3 separate regions of the Mus musculus genome follow, and regions 1 and 2 are each linked to region 3. Evidence: chromatin contacts called from public Hi-C and promoter capture Hi-C data. All regions are on one chromosome and are shown on one strand. The core of a region is the stretch at or near the end of the contact, and the rest is flanking DNA. Distances in the headings are between cores, read along the strand shown. Region 1 overlaps Adamtsl1 (ADAMTS-like 1). Region 2 overlaps Gm33730 (a long non-coding RNA gene). Region 3 holds the start of Adamtsl1 (ADAMTS-like 1).

What was found. Promoter capture Hi-C pulls out the DNA fragments that hold promoters and counts their contacts. Hi-C and Micro-C count contacts between places; a contact is called where the count stands out from the background.
Region 1: a contact with region 3 is called in a Hi-C map of uterus, with 2.5 times the contacts expected there. The contact joins the enhancer-like site here to the promoter of Adamtsl1 in region 3. A contact is called at or near these places in 1 of 39 promoter capture datasets (liver), 4 of 484 Hi-C or Micro-C datasets (nephron progenitors and uterus), 7 of 115 datasets of contacts at active chromatin or transcription factors (embryonic limb bud, embryonic stem cells and neural tube) and 1 of 9 other capture datasets (embryonic stem cells).
Region 2: a contact with region 3 is called in a promoter capture Hi-C map of liver. The contact joins the enhancer-like site here to the promoter of Adamtsl1 in region 3. A contact is called at or near these places in 2 of 39 promoter capture datasets (cranial neural crest and liver), 2 of 484 Hi-C or Micro-C datasets (both in liver) and 3 of 115 datasets of contacts at active chromatin or transcription factors (astrocytes, embryonic stem cells and fibro-adipogenic progenitors).

Annotation. Positions count from the first base shown.
Region 1 is chr4:86,334,661-86,338,861 of GRCm38.p6, forward strand. Adamtsl1 (ADAMTS-like 1) reads left to right here. Exons shown (of 29, transcript NM_001368621.1): 17 at 2,178-2,357. Among named protein-coding and RNA genes, the nearest start is that of Gm33730, 100 kb to the right of the region's middle. Within about 2 kb of position 2,756, at least 11 of the 459 cell types and tissues checked have an H3K27ac peak or open chromatin away from gene starts, as enhancers often do. A contact at or near this core is called in uterus, where this site is marked.
Region 2 is chr4:86,433,383-86,437,490 of GRCm38.p6, forward strand. All of the region lies in intron 2 of Gm33730 (a long non-coding RNA gene), which reads right to left. Among named protein-coding and RNA genes, the nearest start is that of Gm33730, 5.5 kb to the right of the region's middle. Within about 2 kb of position 2,404, at least 8 of the 459 cell types and tissues checked have an H3K27ac peak or open chromatin away from gene starts, as enhancers often do. A contact at or near this core is called in liver, where this site is marked.
Region 3 is chr4:86,052,472-86,056,783 of GRCm38.p6, forward strand. It overlaps Adamtsl1 (ADAMTS-like 1), which reads left to right and starts at 1,504. Exons shown (of 29, transcript NM_001368621.1): 1 at 1,504-1,649. The coding sequence starts at 1,587.

The DNA of each region.
Region 1 (4,201 bases), core at 1,506-4,005, 280 kb after region 3:
ACACACACATGCACACGCATGCATGCAAACACACATGCACGTTAATAAGTATATAAAAAAGTACTTTTTTAAAGTTTCTAGAATTAATAGATTTCCTGAAGGTTGTTTTACTGTCCAGTGACTGACAAGCCCATTGGATTGGCTTGATTCTTTTTCTTCCTTCTTTCCTTCTTTCCTTCCTGCCTTCCTTCCTTCCTTTTTTCCTTCCTTCCTTCCTTCCTCCCTCCCTCCCTTCCTTCCTTCCTTCTCTCCTTCCTTCCTTCCTTCCTCCCTCCCTTCCTTCCTTCTTTCCTTCCTTCTTTCTTTCCTTCCTTCCTTCCTTCTTTCCTTCCTTCCTTTTTTTCTTCCTTCCTTCTTTCCTTTTTTCCTTCCTTCTTTCCTTCTTTCCTTCTTTCCTTCCTTCCTTCCTTCTTTCCTTCTTTCCTTCATTCCTTCCTTCCTGTCTGTCTGTCTTTCTGTCTTTTATTTTATTTTTTTTTTATTGTATGAGTGTTTTGCCTGCAAGTTTGTCTGACTATCTGCATACAATACTTACCTGGGATTAGGTAACCTAGGATACCTGTGAACTGCCATGTAGGCACTAGGAATCAAACCCTAGGTCCTCTGTAAAAAAAGCCAATGTCCTTAAGTCCTGAGCCATCTCTGCAATCCCTTGACTTGGGCAACAGTATGAATTAGTTTATCACCTTTCTATATAGTAGTCTTATAAGGCTGGAACCAGGTTTAGATAGTCAATGGCTTTCCTGACAGGACTCAGGCCGGATTCCTCTGATTAATAACTAAAGTCCTGCAGTTCCTGCCCCTGGCTATCTGAGCAGTTGATTGAGGTGAGAGCAGGGGTACAATTCAGCCCTAATATCTTACTGGCTACCTAATAAGACCACCACCAAGGAGGGTGACATCTAGCCTGTTGGAGCTACTTTCCTTCAATGCAAACTCTCAGCTTTTGGACCTAGATTAAATGTCTCAAACAACCAGGGCAGCAAGTGAATAACTAGAGACTGTTCCTAAGAAACCAAAGGACACCCTGAAATGTCTTGGTTGAGCTGCACCAACCTAGCAAAGCCATGGTTTAGCATATAAGAACTAGGGTTCTATCAGAGTGTAGTAACAGAAATCTCAAAATTATAGTGGCTTCAAAGACTAAAGAGTATTTTGCATAAGAAGAGGTAGGCAGGGCTTCTCAGTCAACAATGAAACCTACTCTATCTTTTTCCATATCACTCACACCCCATTTGCATATCGCATGCACCCCATGCCAATTCTTGGCAGCAAGGAGCGGTGTGGGTCTCTCTTTAGCTGAGGTCTTTGAAATCGCATACATCCATCTGTTTATATCCCATTGGCCATCGTTTAGTCCAGTGGCTGTGCTTGCCTTCAAGGGAGCTTGCCAAATATAGCCTATACAGAAAACCGTGTACCATGCTAAAAGCTGAGGGCCCTTAAAAGGGAAGGGACAAATACTTGGAGAAAGCCAACAGTCTGTGCCCCAGGAGGCCTCGTTCCTGCCTTAAGCAGCCAGATTATAACGATTAAGTTCCATGTAAACAAAGTGTTTTACTGCGGTCCCTCTGAAAACCACTGACATGAGGCTATTTTTCTTGCATACCAGATTTCAGCGCCTCTGGCTCCCAGTGCCCTTAGAAATCACCAGTCCAGATGAGTTCTTCAGAAACCTGGTTCCTAAATCTCCCATTGCCCAGTGTGGTTGAGTGAGTGCTTGCTTCCACGTGGGGGGAGAGGAGAGTCCTTTCTCTCTGCAAATTAATTTTTTTCTGATGGTTGATTCTGATGGCAGGAGGTCCCTCTTCCTCATGCTGGAAGCTGCACAGATTATTTTCATTGGATCATAAATATGTTGAACACTTTATTATACTAACCTTTTAAACCAGTTCTCTTTAGTGGCTACAAATCACAGTTCAGGGGCAAATTTCTAAGATTCCAGGGCTCCTGAATTCCTGGATGCTCAAGTTAAATACCTGAGATTACAAGTGGGGAGCTACAAAATCTTTGCTACATAATTCACTGCAAAGACAAGAAGCAAAGCCCTTTGACCTGACTCCTGGTTTGTCAAAAACAAAAACGAAAAAACCACCTCCCTGCTCTTTACTCCACCAAGAATCAGGTCGTGATCAGGATCCTTGCCGGTGCTGACCCTTTTTGCTTTGCTTGCCCAGTGTTCCAGGACCTGTGGAGGAGGGATTCAGAAACGTGATGTTCTCTGCAAGCAGCGTATGGCTGACGGCAGCTTCCTGGAGCTTCCAGAGACCTTCTGTTCTGCCTCCAAACCAACCTCCCACCAAGGGTGCAAGAAAGATGACTGCCCCAGTGAGTGGCTTCTCTCAGAGTGGTCAGAGGTAGGTATGCTTCTCTTCTCAGGGTGAGAGAACGCATAGGACAGAAATCATCCCACACAATAGAAAAGAGACCAAAAAGCTCTCCTGACAGTGTGGAATGGCATATTGTAATGCCATCAGTCTATATGGTAGGATGCATAATATCTAGGCTATGGGCTGATTTTATTATGGGGACCTAGGCTATGCAGCCAGCCCTTACCTAACAGTTGAACATCAGAAACCTGTGATTATAAATGGGAACTCCCTCAGACAACCCCAAAACCCAGAGTTCTTCGCGTCTTTCTGCACCTAGCCCCTTCTCCCAACAGTCATGCTCCCACGTCCTACTCCCAGCTCTTTCCAGTCTCTGCTCAGGAAGGGCAAGGCCTCCCTGGTTCTTCTCTTCCAAGTTTCTGGACAATAAAGGATGTGATTTATTAGGAAAAGAAGGCCAAGGAAATCCTGCCTCTTTACTGTTAGTTTCCTGACTCTAAAACTTGAACAACTTCCCAGCAAGAGAACTTGATTTCCCCATTGCTGTGTACTTGGGGAAAGTGGTGGCTCAGCGCTCTCAGCTCCAGATGGTGCCTGGAGTTAGGGATCCCAAACTTAACCTCCAGCTAACCTGCTTCTCCGAGTAATTCTTGTTTTGACACTGGCATGAATCCATTTACATCCAGAGTTAAAAAGTCACCCGGACTGCTTTCAGCTCCAGGATTCTCTTTGAGTTGCCTTTAACTACCCAGCTTCAAAGACCTGAGTGTCTTCCACAGAGAAGTCTAAAAATCATTGCTGTACAAGCAAACTCAGCAACTGGCAGAAAGACTGGTACATCCCAATCATATCCAAGACCCTTCTCTTTCTTGCCTTGGCTTTTTAGTGTATAACATGCAACTCAGTTTGGAACTGCTGGTGGTTTAAATGTGTGTCACAGGAACACTCTCTTCCAGACAGAAAAGGAAGCCTGAGGAAATAAAGATGCCTGACTTCTAAGCACGGAACTCTTGCTTTGTACATTACCAGGCTGTTGAGAGTCCATCTGATAGTGCCTGCTGTGGGAAGTGGGGCTGTACAAGAACCTAAACTACCATCATAATCTATTAGTAAACTTACCTCTGGCTGTGTCTCACCCCAGATGTTTCAGGATAAAAAGGAGAATGGTTATTTGGGCATTCCAGAAACAGTTTGTATTTCAGCAGAATACAAGAATGGAGGGGAAGAGAAAAATGTGTACATATTTAAAGGTGTGTGTACACAGACATGCTGGCTGGTGGTTTTTAGTTGACCAAACTAAAACAGCCATGTTTTAAAGCTGTCCGACCCCTTGCCCCTTGGATGCTTGGATCTGGTACTGTCATTAATGGTCAAACAGATGTCAAATAGAATCTGGAGTCCCTAATCAGCAGGCAACACAGAAGAACAACAGAAAACTGTTGATTTGGGAGGCATTATTACTTAATATAATAAATCATATTAAGAAATGCCTACACAGAAAAGAGCCCTGGTGTATGTGCCAAGCAACAACATCCTGGCCAAGTGTCGATTGGGTGATGGGCTATCATGGATGGGCAATGGAGAGAAGACTATATATGTCTAATAATTGCCACCCCTCCATCCTCTGACATTTGTGGCCTTTGGAGGATATTGAACACAGAACAGTCATTAAAAAGTGATTTAAAAGAAGGACCCTTCTGGTTTAAGCACCAAAGGAAGGAACCCACTGAACCAGATCATATTAAGCCAAGTAGACCATTAGAACAGGATCTTATAGAGCTAAGAGTTCAGACACAATGACAAGCAAACCTGGCTCTAAACTCTCACTCCCTTAGCAACTATACAGCATGAAGCTCATTGCTTCATCTTTC
Region 2 (4,108 bases), core at 1,154-3,653, 380 kb after region 3:
AGAGGCCCCTTGGTCTAGCAAACTTTATATGCCTCAGTACAGGGGAATGCCAGGGCCAAAAGTGGGAGTGAGTGGGTAGGGGAGCAGGGCAGGGGGAGTGTATAGGGGACTTTTGGGATAGCATTTGAAATGTAAATGAAGAAAATATCTAATAAAAAATTTGAGAAAAAATAAAATAAAATAGATTAATTTAAAAAAAAAAGAATTATCAGGTGCTGCACATACTGAAAGACTCACTGAGAATAATTGTTTTTATCATCACCATCCAAACTAACCCAAGAATGGCAGGGAGATGAAAGACAGTTCGAGTGTCTTCGTGTTATTTCCCACTGTCACCTGTGTTTCCATTTTGGTCTGAGAAGGAAGCCAGTCTTTCTTTCAAAGCTTAGTACTGCCCAGTAGAATAAACAAGAAAGACATTAGTGATCAAGTTCCAAGCTCTGTGTCTTAGAGAGAAGGAAAAAAAAAAAAAAAAACAAAAAAACAAAAAAACAAAAAAAACAGATCAAAGCATTTAGCCAAGTCAGACCCATGAAAAGTCCCAACAAGCACTGAGAACTATTTCCCAGAGCAAATGTTATCTTAGAACCTCAGTGTAAAGCCTACTCTGAAGTCAACACACCCAACTGCACGCATCACTACTGTTTCCTCCGAAGTTACCATAAAACATGGGAATGTACTCAAAAGCAAATATACAAGGACAGAATGAGTTAAAATAAGGGACATCTTACATTTTTCACTATAGCTCATCTCTTCATGCTGCAAATAAGATGGAAGGGAATAATCCAACTTAATTATTCTCAGCTAATTCCAGACACGTTGTGTCTCAGTAATCTATGGGGTTCCCTAAAATAGTCAAAGTCTTCCACAAGAGAAAATAAAATGATTGTGTAGAGAGAAGGATAGCACTGTTAAGAACAATAAAAAAATAAAAGAAAAGAATTTAATAAGCTAGCCTGTAAACAGCTAACTTAGAAAGCAAAACAAACACTTTCATCTCTCTCGTACCTCATTCAGTGAGCTAGCTGAGCTAAACACTTGATGATTCAGACTCAGTATACATTGGGTTAAAGCAGAGAAGGCGATCTGTCCAAGTCACACACTGCAAATTAGGAGATGACCATTGTTGATACGGCCTTGAAATAAACAGTAAGAAATCAAATATAATAAGAATTTGACCAAACTTGACCCAAAATATTCCTTTGCTCCCTTACCCACCCTCCTGTTCACTTGGGGATGATCTAATAGGTCAAGTCTTAGTCAACATGTCATAAAATTTGTCACAAACTGTTGTTCTTCGCTTCTTCCTCATAGCACCCCAAGGTTTTCAGTTTCTTTGTCAATAACACTACACTGAAGGCAGATATTGGAAACCAATTTTTTGCTAAAAAGAGCTGGGTTGTTACCCTGCTTGTCAACCAGAAGTTTATAGTATTACTCAGATGGCTTCTGTGAGACACCTGGTCCCAATCAACCGCACAATGTCACGCCTCTGATAAGACAATATACAGCTGTCACTCACTCCTGTGTTTTCAAAGGGCAAAATTCATCTCCAACCAAGCATTTCCCAGGCTACTCCTAATGATATGGTTTATATATGTGTAAACAAAAGTTAAATGTGCAGTTTTATGTGAGTTAGAAAAGGCAGACAATGGGGAATGGTTCTCTTGCTGAACGTAAATAATATTTGTTTAAACAGAGTGCGTAAAGCCTCTGAGAGTGCGCAGTCAGCATTCAGACCAGAGAGTATGCTGGGAAATCACCTCCTCCTCTGGGACTTCATGTTATCCAGGGTTGACCTTTCTACAAATCCCATGAAAGATAGTAGACAAGCTGTGAATGACTTTGTTACCAGGTAAGGAACTCCACACAATGTTTAATGATCAAGGTCAAGAGGTGTGCCATGCCTTGCTTTCTACCCCTCAGTCCCACTACAGTTATTTTTTAGGGAACAGTTGAAAGGTCAATAAATGGCTTAGCTGAGGCCAGTGAAGGAAGATAAAGTTGTTCCATCATCCGTATACATCCTGTCCTGTGGCTATAGATCAGTGGGCTATAATGCAAGGGCATATGGCAGAAGTCAGCTCCAAGGATTCCCACCCTGAATTTTTCCACTTACACAGGCTCCTCCTTGCTGGAATGGAAAGATACTCACCTAAAAGCAAGACCCCATAACCAACTCTTCCATTCATTTGCACAGCAAGGGTCTGCTTTGCCCCTGTTGCAGCAGGCATGGAAGACAACCAATCCAGCCTTCTCCTGTACCAGAGATTCTCACTCTTTTCTCTGCCTGATGGAGTCTCTATGCTTCTCACCCATTTCCTCTTTCCTGACTCCCCAGCCCCTTGTCCCATCACACATGCTTATCATTGCTTTTGACCTTTTTTATTAAAGCCATGAACTCTGGACCCACACACTAGAGTTGAGCATGCAATTCCTGGGTTTAGAGAGCACCCAGTCCACCTGGCACGACACAACCCACAAAAATGCTAATCCATCCTATTACCGTTCTGGCACAAATACACTAAGGTTCTAGTTGCTGTGGCTAGGATGTGCCCCTTTAAACTTCAGGAGCCGCTGTGGGGAGGGTCCTAAGAGGTGGCACTTTCTAAGAGGTAATCATGACAGATCCTCCCCAATGACTGGGGACAGGAATGGCAGTCTGAAAAAGGAGCTTGACGGACTGAATCGAATCGCTTTTTGCCCTTCCAAGCTTTTGCCATATATGAATACAATGTTCTTTACAAGGATACAACACTCAAAGTGCCATCTTGGAAGACAAAAGCAGCTCCCAGAGAGTACTGGCAACTTAGCCTTGACCTTCCTAACCTCTGGAACCATAAGAAAAAAAAAGGAGAAAATAAAAAAAAAATTACATATATATATATATATACATATGTGTGTATGTATATAATATATATATTATATATATTACTCATTCTGCTGCATTTTTACAATAGAAATGGACTAAGTTTTTACCCAGGGAATCTAGCAGCACTGTGATCAAAATCTAGCTACAGCGGGTTTGGGTTCTCTGAGCCCAACTCTTGTTTGCTTGACCTGGCCAGTTAAGGTTTCACCTGTTGTCACCATGGGAACACTGACCTTAGAGCCCCTTGTGTTGACAATAGGACTTACTCAAATACAAGGACCAGGTTGTTCCATGGCATTGGGTTGGGCTGATTAACATTTGTGCTTACTCTAGCATTTGACCTTGTGGTCACACACCACTGCTGATGGTCAGACCATGCAAGCAGAGACACAGCACCTCAGCCTCTTGCCCACTTTTACCCAAACGACTTACACTTTCTCGTCTGTAAAAAATTAATTAATTAATTAATTAAAATTACTTCAATGCACAAAGAAATGTCCTCAAGGATGGTGCAGGTTATACCCACCCTGCTTTAACCCATCTGTAATTCCTACTGCCAAAGAGCAAGTCTCTTTACAAAGGTATCTTTTCCTCCATTCCCTGTTCTTCCCTCCCTCCACTGCCCACAACTACTTACTGGATTCGTGACTAAAGGATAAAATTAGGTCTGACATCTGGCTTAACTCTTACTCTGTTTCTTGAAGCACCCAACACAACCTAAGTTGCTTACCCACCCCTGGTGCCTAAAGAACCTTTTCTCCTACAGAGCTGGGGGTGGAGGGAAAACAGAAAACACAGCTTCCGAACTTCACGGGAGTACGTGGTGGCTCCTTATGGCCTAGAGAAAAGGACGTATACAGAAGCACAAAGCCTCGTTCTGCAGAAGCACCCTAGGCTGCCCAGCATTCAAATGTCCCTCCTCCATCCTCCCTAATCTCAATGGATAGCTACGGTGACCCTGAAATTATTCTCTGGTCAGCAACACCAATGGCCGGCCTTTGACACATGTCCAGAATGTAACACTACTCTCATGACTCCCTCACTTCTAACCCATAAGGGTGAGCCTGCATTATGCCCCAATAAACATGCTTGCCACCCAGCCCTGACTCAGCCAGGCCACCTACTGCCACCTCAATTACTCTGAATGACCACGAGGCATTTGAAGTGTACTTCAAAATATGTACTTTGTGAAGGAATGAATAGATAGGTAGATGGAGGACAGAGGAAGGAGAGATG
Region 3 (4,312 bases), core at 254-2,753:
GGAATAACCAAAGCTGAACAACCTGCTTTTCTCCACCTCTTTGCAAAGCCTCAGGCAGGTGTGTATATGGCAGACCTGCCTGGATTCGCACGCCTATTACAGTGAGGTAGTTTTTTTAATAATGAGAGGGAAGAACATGCATTCTAAGTGCCCTCTGCCTTCTCTGGGTATTTCTGGGCTGACAGATCTGCAAGGAAACTCTTCTCCTGTGGAAATGGGGCTTTGCTCACTGCTTTATTCTTTATCCGAAATGGTGTTCCTGGACTGATAAGGAGGAAAGACAACCTTATTGGATACTTAACACTTGTTTAATATATTAATAAAAACCCTCCTGGCCCGTTCAGGCTTTGCTTGATTTGAGTGAAACAGGCTCCCAATCTTCGGGCCTTTTCCCGTAGCCATGCGGACACTCTGGAGCCCATTAGTACTTCCTACAGCTGGATTGCACCTCAGAGGTCAACCTGCCTGGCCCTATTTCCACTGCGAAGAGGAAAGAGGTGGTACCCCACTCAAAATTTTGTTGTTTTGTCATAGCAGCTCTGAGAAAGCCTGAGTCAGGTGTCCGATGAAGAATGTTTGGGGTTAAGTGAGGGTTAAATCAGCCTTTCTTTCCTGTCATGGGTTAAATCAGATAATTAAAAGCTGTCAAGGTGTCAAAACCCAGCACTTGTTTCACAACAAATTTCAACATCCTCATCCTGGAGTCTTTGTCAAGGGCTTCTTTTAAACTAGGGGCTCTAAATGAGTCTTATTGTACCTTTAAACTTGTAAGTATTGGATGTTTCAAATTGTCAATCCACAAAGAAAGGTTTTGCCAGCCCTTTATTTTTAAACCAAGACCCCAATACAGAAAATAACTAAAGCCGTTGTTAGGTTTAGTTAGGACCTTTCCAAACCATCTATAGTATTCTTTTCCAAACTCAAAGGGGAAAATAAAAAGGCACTTTATAGAAGAGGAAGAGAACGCTAGCACCGAATACACTTAAAGGGCACATTCAGTCCCGACTAGGGCTTGGTCCCTTTATAGCATATGTTCTATATTGACGGGGATTAAGTTTCTCTCCTGAATGGAACAATACACCGTCACAGGGAGCTACTGTACTTTCCAGAGCAACAGACACCAGCCTAGGCAAATGGCAAACAGAATCGCGTCTCACAGAGCACTAACCAGGTTTGTTCAGAGCGCAGCCCTGCTTCCTCTTTGAGCTTTGCGCTTCTGCCAGTGCACATCTATCTCTCCTCTTCTCGGGCTCAGCTCCTTGCTCCCCTGCCTTTCAGTCCCTTTCTCTCTTTTCTGCTCACACTGTTCACTTTCTCTGCGCACCCCCCCCCCAACCGCTTTGTTATTCAGCATGTCTGATTAGCAGGAGTCTGATTGGCTGGCTGCCTGCTCTAGAGAGATTCCATTCAGCTTACCCCCCACCCATCCACCCACCCACCCTCGCTCAGGAAATGTGAGCGGGGCTGATGGAAGCTGATAGGCAGGGCTGGAGTGTGAGCCCCAGCACTGGATGTGACAGCAGCGGGCAGAGGAGCACTTAGCAGCTTATTCAGTGTCCGATTCGGATTCCGGCAAAGATCCAAGTATGGAATGCTGCCGTCGGGCAGCTCCTGGCACACCGCTGCTCGTTCTGGCTTTCCTACTCCTGGTAAATGCCTTTTCATTTCAATACGTTACTATTGCCACTTGGTCTGGGTGCTGCTGGAGGGTGTGTGTGTGTGTGTGTGTGTGTGTGTGTGTGTGTACTTCTGTCTGTCTGTGTATGATCTTCCAACTCCAGGTAAAAGAATTTTCATGGCTTACAAAGTACACCTCAACTCTTTGAGAACTTTAACCCCAACTTTCCCAGCAAAATCAAATATAAAAGACTTTTTAGAGTTAGTGAATGATACTGATATTGAGACTTGAAATTCAGGGTATTCTTCTGCAGATATTATGTGCTGAAAACTATATAAATAACTGTGTTAGCATGGGATCCTGAGGACAGATGTCCTGAGATCAAACTCACTATGGTGATTTTGGGGTTTCTGAAGGCTAGGCGGTGAGGAGCTTGCTTGGTTCTTGTTTCCCCAGTGCCTGTGTGAATTATTTTCCTCCATACATAAAGACTCTTGAACCAGGTGAAAAAGGAAGGAACGAGAGCCCTGTTTACAATCAAACCAGAGTATAACCCATAATTACTATACACATTTATGGATTCAAGTTAATGCTAATGTTTATGAATTGAAGATTAAAGTCTTTGATCTCAGATCTACTTCTGAAGGCAAATAGAGATCCCTGGACTCCTTGTCCTGCTGATTTCCAGCCCCAGCGATAAGGCTCTTCTCTTGAACATCAGCACACATTGCATTTTTGACTCGAAGTAAATGTTCCATTGTGACTCATACTTGGTTTTATGGGCAGAAAATGAACATATACTGTCCAAAAAATCTACACTCAAAATATTAATAGCAATGCACATTTCTTTTAAACCAGAGTGTTCTGGGCAAGCAGTTTAGTAAACCTCATCTGAAAGTTTGATTCCAAAATGTGCACACTCTGATTGCAAAGAAACGTGACTCTAGCTCTTCCTGTCACAATTATGACACACCAGAACTACTTCAGAAGGAAGAGAAAGAGAAGACGAAGGTAAAAGTGTAACCGTTGTATAAGACACATTGTTTTGTTGATGGGGAAAGGTTAGTTTGTTCTGCTTTGATTCTGACAAATTGGATGGACATTGGAATTTTGATGAAGAGAAGGGAACCATTTGTTACAAATTGGAAAACTCCGGGAGGATCAGTGGGGTATAGTGACCAGACACCAAGGAGCTATTTCTTACAATGTCATATTGTAATCAGCTGCATCACTGTCACTTTAAATGGGGACCACTACTTTGCAATTAGAAATAGTTTCAGCTTGCATGAACATTTAAACAGCAAGTAAAGGGTTAGGAAGAGTAGAGTAGATGTTGGTTTCACACAGGACTGAAATGAACGGTGTGTGAGGTGCCCTTTACGGCTGTGGAGCAAGCAGTTCGAGAGAGCTGTCTCATTTTTTCCATATGGGATCTGTGACTTGCATAGATCATTAATTCGTCTCATCTTTCCTTCTTTGTGATTGTTTTTAAAGTGTATGTTATTCTCCATTAAATGGCATCATAAAGCAAATTACTAGTTCACATTACTAGCCATGTTTCTCTCATGTGGAAATATGATTAAACAACACTCTCATTCAGCAGCCAATTGATTTCTATTCATTTGGTAAATGCATTACACTCCCTTTTCATATCTTGAATATTCATATAGGTAACTGAGCAATTAAGTAGACTCACCTTGAAAAAAGTGTCAATTTCAAAAGGATTTAATATATGTCTGAATTACAATGCTTATATGATGGAATTAGAATGAAATCTCACACCCAGGTTTGTTTTATGCATATGTTTAAGTGATTACAAGTTTGAAGGCTATGCTAGAAAGAAAAGAACTATAATGGCTGTCATACGGAGTGTGTCTGGAAGTGTCAAACACTAGATTAGTTGCTTGTAAAGCATTCTAGTGGCTCCTCACAATAGCCGTGTGAATCAGATCATTTTAAGCCCATTTACAAATGAGAAATATGTGCTTTGTTTATGTGTACTTTATACTGTGGATAGCAAGTGCTCAAGAATTAAGGACATATTCTTAATTGGAGATGTATAAGTTTTATAGATCATTAAGGCCTTTAAAGATGTGTGTAGTATGACAGGCACTCATTGTGCTTTGTCATTAAATGCTTGTTTAGCTTTGCAGCCAAAATGAATTGCTGGTTTAAGAAAAAGCGAACTTTAGCCTGACCTGTAGTTGACTTAGAACCAGAAGTGTGACATCATCAGCTCAACTTTCAGTCTTGATCCAGAAACTGAATTTGAGGATTTGTTATTTCTACCGTTCTTTCACCTACTACAAGAGTCTTGTCTAGTATTAGAATTAAGGGCGCGTATCCTGTATGGTAGCAAGCTCAGTTGTTGCCTGATCAAAATAGCCTTCATCTCATTGACAGCTAAATAATCTGTTTCTGAAGTTGGTTCTTCAATTATACAAATAAGGAATGTTTGGAGCCTTAATTGTTGTCAACAGCTCTTTCCTCCTAGAACAATCTTCCTGGGAGAACGAGGCTTCTGCGATATTTGTGTCAATTGAGCTTACTGTCCATTCTTTATTGTACAGTAACCATGCCACCAAAGACATTTGTGCTCAATGGACAGATCCAGAGATCTCATCTTGCTATTCAGGTCATATTAAGACACATGACTCAATGTCTCCAGTCTTCCCACCCTTGTATCTTTTGTCT